Linked DNA regions of Sus scrofa: region 1 is linked to region 2. The links are chromatin contacts, called in public HiChIP or PLAC-seq maps. All regions are on one chromosome and are shown on one strand. The core of a region is the stretch at or near the end of the contact, and the rest is flanking DNA. Distances in the headings are between cores, read along the strand shown.

The links. HiChIP or PLAC-seq counts read pairs in DNA pulled down with a chosen protein or histone mark.
Region 1: an H3K27ac HiChIP or PLAC-seq map of alveolar macrophages shows a contact between it and region 2. The contact joins two enhancer-like sites. A contact is called at or near these places in 6 of 47 Hi-C or Micro-C datasets (embryonic fibroblasts, heart right ventricle, mesenteric adipose tissue and 3 more) and 2 of 2 datasets of contacts at active chromatin or transcription factors (alveolar macrophages and skeletal muscle).

Annotation. Positions count from the first base shown.
Region 1 is chr2:130,257,112-130,260,245 of Sscrofa11.1, forward strand. All of the region lies in intron 1 of MEGF10 (multiple epidermal growth factor-like domains protein 10), which reads left to right. Among named protein-coding and RNA genes, the nearest start is that of MEGF10, 32 kb to the left of the region's middle. Within about 2 kb of position 1,555, at least 5 of the 83 cell types and tissues checked have an H3K27ac peak or open chromatin away from gene starts, as enhancers often do. A contact at or near this core is called in alveolar macrophages, where this site is marked.
Region 2 is chr2:129,859,014-129,862,186 of Sscrofa11.1, forward strand. LMNB1 (lamin-B1) reads left to right here. Exons shown (of 11, transcript XM_003123882.5): 11 at 2,397-3,173. The coding sequence ends at 2,438. Among named protein-coding and RNA genes, the nearest start is that of LMNB1, 53 kb to the left of the region's middle. Within about 2 kb of position 1,803, at least 4 of the 83 cell types and tissues checked have an H3K27ac peak or open chromatin away from gene starts, as enhancers often do. A contact at or near this core is called in alveolar macrophages, where this site is marked.

The sequences.
Region 1 (3,134 bases), core at 305-2,804, 400 kb after region 2:
TTACAAGTATTTTATATGTACAAATTACTCTCAAATGGCTAAAAAATATGTATAAATTGCCTATATATGTGTATGTAGGTCGGGAGTGATGAAGTAAATGTGGCAAAGTGTTAGCAACTGATGAATCTGGGTGAAGGGCACTCTTTGTTCTATTTTTGCAGCTTGCAAATAAATTTAAAATAACTTCAAAATAAAAAGTTAACAAATGAAACAATTAAATTTTGTATATTACCTAATCAAAGATAATCATAGAAAACCAGTTCAGATGCAAGAAAATTAAAGGCACATTTATTTGTAGATGAAAAATTAATTTAGGGAAGAGTCTAGAGTCCATCCATTTAATATTTTTATCAATGACATTGCATGGACCATTTGATGAACTCTGCAGGTTATTGTGGGGCGGGTCAATTCTTCCGATAGTCAGATGTTAAATAGTTAAGGATAAATGACGGGATAATCTGGGACAGTGCTTTGTGGGGAAAAGTAGCAGATGCACCTTAAAACACAGGCATTATGAGGTTTTGCCTCTAGGGACAAAATGAGTCAAACTGTAATTAGAAGATGATGGGCTCTTGCCAGGAGTTAGGAAAGATTTCAGAAGCATTGCAGGTGCACAACTGATACTGAAGGTGATGCTAAATGGTGGGCGTTACTGAGTGCTGTTTTGGAAGTCAAATGTTTTTGGTATGGATAATAAAACATAAGTACATTCAGTATCTATTTCTGTGTAACAAATTACCTCAAAATATAGTGGCTTAGGTCAGGGGAAAAGTTGCATTCCTACTGTTTTTCCATGTATTTAATCATTGAGCTGCAGACTTCCTTATTCCCCCTACTAAGTATTTGAGTGGAAACAAAGGAAAACATTTTCCAATTCAGAGGGACTAAACCTATATTTTGTTTCTTTCGATGTGCAAATGACTGTAACAACTTGATTATCATGAACATGAGAGGTTGAAATAAAAATGGGTTTATTAAGACAAAAAATAAACTTAGTAACTTAAAACAACAAACATTTATCACCTCACAGTTTATGTGGGTCAGGAATTTGGGAGAAGCTTAGTTGGTGATTCTGGCTCGGGTCTCATGATGCAGTATGCAGCAGGGGCTACAGTCATTTGAAGGTTTGACAGAGGCGGGAGAACCCAGTCACATGGCTGTTAGCAGGAGGCCTCAGTTCCTCACTATGTTTGTTTGTTCCTTTTTGGCTGCGCTCGCTCGATGCCTGTGTAAATTCCCTGGGCTAGGGATCGAACCCAAGCCACAGCAGTGACCCAAGCCACTGCAGTGACAACACCTGCTGCATCACAAGGAAACTTCAGTTCCTCACTAGATTGATCTCTCCATAGGGCTGCTTCAGTGTCCTAATAACATGACAACTGCTTCCTGCAGAATGGTGATCCAAAAAGTAATATAGAAACTGTAATGCCTTTGATGACCTAGGCTTGAAAATTTTACTCTCATTTGTGCAAAATCCTACTGGTTACACAAGTCTATTCACTATGAGAAGGGTTTATACAAGACAGAGTTCATCGGAGGTCATCCTGGAGGCTGGCTATAACAATAGGGTGTAATTAGGGCTGCCAAAGCACAGTTGTTGAAAAAGGGGAAGAAAGAGGACATCTTATAAAAAGGATCAAAGGGGTTTTTTTTTTTGGTTGTTGTTGGAAAGACCAAAAAAATTAGGACTTCATTTTTGAAAGAATAGGTAGGAATGTTACTGAGGAATATTAAGATGTCAGAAGTTTAGGAAAAGAAATATAATTTTATTTGCTAAATTATGGAATGAGTAGTGTTTGTTTCTTTTTCTAATAAAAAAGAGATGTATGTTTTTTCCCAGTAGGAGATAAAAAGAGACTGAACCGCGAAAATGTATCTGGGATTCATAATCGTTTAAGCTCAAAACAGTTCTCCCTAATATCAGCTGTATTTTCTATTATTTCTCCCAATCCTGCAATTCTTTCTTTCATTGGTTTCTGATTTACTTCCCATTCCTTATACTGCCACCCTGGGACAGGCAGAGACACCCCACCTCTGAACGCACTAACCTCTCTTTGCCTCCAAGAGATGAGGCTGTTTCCTTGGTTGGATTTTGAACACCTGCTGTGTGTTAATCTCCAAAACACCTCTTCATCAAATAATGCATCCTGCTCAAAGGCTTAAGCATATCCCACTGCAGGCAGGATAAAATCATCTGGAATCCTTAGCCTCGTGCTCAAGGCCCTTCACCAAGAAGCTCTACCTTCTTAGTAAGCATGGTGCTAGTAAACACCATGTCTCAGGATTCCTTACAAGACCTCCTGCTCTCCACCCCCAAGGCCTGGCTCCCACTTATCTCTCTGCCTCATGGCCCCTCCCAATGATGTTCGTTCACCCAAAGACTTCCTTTAATCCAGATGTGATGCTGAGGACAGACTGAGACATCATAGTCACCAGCAGGCCATGGTCAAACTCGCTCTGTGTTAATTGTCTGATTTCAGGCAAAACATTTAATCGCAGCCAATGAGATTACATATGTGAGGGGTGAGGCATGAGGTAGTCACTCAGATTTCTAGTTCTTTTCCTTTTGAAAACTTCTTTTCAAGTTTGACCTTTTCATAAGTCATCCTGCTCACAGTGATTTTTCTCTCCTCTTAAAACTCTGGCAATTTCTTTCTACATTGATCCATTGGCAAAGAATTATATTTTATTTATAATCATCCTCCCTAGTAGATTTTGAACTGTGAAGCTGGAGACCAGACCTTAAAAGGCACACTACTCCCCACAGTTGCACTTCCATCCTTAGGGAATATGGCTTGTGGATTTTTCACCATACATTGTGAGAGACGAATTTACAGGGATGTTGTGCAGTAAGTACTTTCCAAAGCGGATGATGAGTAGATGACCAGGGTGTGCCCCAGATTCCCCCTTAATGCCACCTAGGTTAGAGCTGTGAGGTTGGCTGGTTTACTACTAGGTGAGACTGTACTGCTCTGTTCCCCCAGCAGCCTCTTCTTAATTGTGGCTGCATCATGCAGCATTGAGATGCTCACTGTGGCTGTTCTCCATGTGGAGTGAGCCCGCCACCTCCCCCAACCTGGGTATCTCAGTGCTGGGCACCCTCAGGGGGTTGCCCAGTTTTTGCTTGATGTAAA
Region 2 (3,173 bases), core at 553-3,052:
CAGAGTTACAGTAAACCACAACTAATAGTGGAGCTTGTGTGTTTTTTGTTTTTTTTGTTTGTTTTTTTTTTCCCTGAACAAAGTTAGTAATCTACCAAGTGGGGTTTGTTTTTCCTGAGGTGATATTCAAGAAACAGTACACTAGGGTATGTAATATGGTAGTACATGTTTGTGACAAATAAGTGTATGTGGAATGGAATGCATGCTCAAAATTATTGACGTGTTCTTTGAGAAGTTTAGATGACTTAATTAGAGCAGGTATCTGCATATAAGCTTTAAAAAAACAAAGACTAATACTCAACTTCAGTGTAAAACAAAATTATTGCTCTCTTAAGTTTCTAATCATTTAATTGCAAGATAGATTTTAGCTGATGCATGGGCTTTTGAGAGCCCTTGAAATAAAGAAACTCCAAATTTGATTTTAATTAATTATATTGGAATTATTAATAAGTAATGAGCCTTCAGTTTATATTCTCAACTGTTTAAGTCTGATCATTCATCAAAATTCCTACCCTTATCCTATAAGACTTCATCTCCATAACTCCAAAGTTATAAATCTGTTGGTTTTGCTTAATTAGCCCCAGTCCTACTCCAAATAAACATTCTTTTATGCGTTCAGCCTCCAGAGTCGAGAACTACTTGAGGGTGGGTTATGCTGCAGTAAGGTTTTGGCACAGATACTTCTTTATTCATGTTGGAGGGATATTTAAGAACAAATATTTTACACTTGGCTTTAACAAGAAACAGACAGAAGATCCATTTCCTGCCCTTATGGGGAGCATTATATGACTGGATATAAAATAACAATATAAGAGATATCTCAGGGTGCCAGACTAGTGGCTCAGAGCATGAGTTGTAGCAGTCGGATGCTAGAGAAAGCTCTTTAGGTCACTAGAATAGTTGAGAAGATCTCTGGGAAATAGGCTCCTCCAGTATTTTGAAGGACCAGCAGTTATTTGGGTATCAAAAGGCAGATATTGGTATTCTGTTGATACTCAGATTATCTGTTAGTACATTAAGAGACCACCTTAAAACTCGGGGGGCTTAAAACAATGAATTATAATCCCTGTGATTCTGTGGTTTGACTGGGCTTAGCTAGGCAGTTCTTTTGTTCCCCACCATGGAGGGTGAGTTCAGTCATGCAGCTGCACATAGCTGGAAGCTTGGTTGGGGCTAGAATGTTCTCCATGTCTGTTTCTTTGTGGTTTCTCACCATTTGGTAGTTTAGCCCAACCTTTGTTTTGCTGGCTTCCATTGATGAAAATGGAGAGCATTAGATCTCTTAAAGGCCTCTCTTCTCTTGGAGTAAGTCATAGGCCAGCTCCAGTTCCAGGGGAGCGAGGAGCGGAAAAGAATTTATGATGATCTTTTAATTCATCCCAGGCAGTATGTCACAACTTGAGCATTGGGTATATCTGTCCGCCTAGTTGTGTCGTAGGGTGTGTGTGAGAGAGTCTGGAACGCCTAGGCAAGTAGCTTTGCACACTTTGGAGCAAAGGAGAAGGTGGGCAGTATCAGGGCGACTACCTCTAGAAGGGAGATTGTAGAGACTGAGGGCCGATACAGATAGAGATTCACGAAGGCATAGTGGCTGAACTTGAGGGTTAGAGAAGGAAAAAGAAATCAGAGGTGTGTGAGGTTTTAGCTTTTGTGATCAGGTACGATAATGATAGCAAGGCTCAAAACAGGGGAGATGGAGGGTGGATCAGCTATTTTGACGTCACGTTAGAGAGTGACTCCATTGGCCTTTCACACTAATGAGACGGTTTTTTGGTTGACCTTTAAGAAACCAATTTCAGTTTAGTCAAGTGGTGAGTCACAGTCATATTGCGAGATTTTAAGGAATCAGTGAGTGATAAAGAAGTGGATAGAGGGAGCCACTTTGACTTCACATCTGAGAATGAACCCAGGGCACATGCTTCGGGATCAGCCAGCTGCCCATCCACGCAGCCGTCTCCTCTGATGTGGTTGTTCAGAATGCTGTTCACTCGTCTCCTGTTTCCTAGTTAGAAACGGAGGTTACTGAATAGCAGTTTTCTGCTTCAGCTGCATGTTAGAATTACTTAGGGAGCTTTAAAATCACACATAAAGAAATACTCTTCTCCAGTCGAATGAGGAATTCTGGTGTAATTGATCTAGGGACCTAGGTCAGGATTTTTTTCAAAGCTCCCCCGGGTGTGAATGTGCAGCTACAGTAGAGAATCACTGTCTGGGACGGTGTTGATGCCGTCTAGGGAAGACGTCCGAGAGAGAAGGTTAAAAAAGGGTAAGTGAGAAGTAATAAAGGTCCGCGCGAAGCTCAGTACTGCTGAACTTGTCGTATCTCTGCCTTATTTTGAAATGCTGTGATCCGTTTTCTCCTTCGCACTAATGGTTCTCTCTGTTTTCCTCATCAGGGAGCCCCCAGAGGTTCCAATAGAAGCTGTGCGATTATGTAAACTTCTCAAGTCGACTGTCTTCCTCCAAATAAAGAAGTAGGGTAATCCTTACCTACATGCAGTGCAGAGCCTTCTCAGAAGCACAGAATATTTTTATATTTCCTTTATGTGAATTTTTAAGCTGCGAATCTGATGGCCTTAATTTCCTTTTTTGACACTGAAAGTTTTGTAAAAGAAATCATATCCGTACACTTTGTTGCAAGATGTGAACTGTCGACACTGAACTAACTGTGTACTGTTTGGAAAAGGTCCCTCAAATTTTTGACATGTTTTTTGTATGTGTGCTTTTTTTTAAGTTCTTACGAGAAGGGGAGGGGAGGGTAAATAAACCACTGTGTGTCTGGGTATAATTTGAGATTGCTGCATCTAGATTAGCAATCTGCTCTTGATTATTCTCTGCTATATATAACGGTGCTGTGACGAGGAGAAAAGCATTTTTCAATATATCGAACTTTTGTACTGAATTTTTTTGTAAAAACAATCAAGGCTACAAAAATTTTTTTTTAAAATAGAAAAGAGAAATTTTGTAAGAAGGCAATATTAATCTAATCATCATGTAAGCACTCTGGATGAAGGATTCCACAAAACTTTGTTTTATGGTTACTTCTCGTAGATTCTTAATTCACGAGGGGAACGGGAGGGGTGAGGGGGGAGGGAAGGGTTTCTCCTAAAATGCATTAGTTGTGTTTTTTAAAATAGCATAACTTGCTTAAATTTCTTATGTGACATTAACAA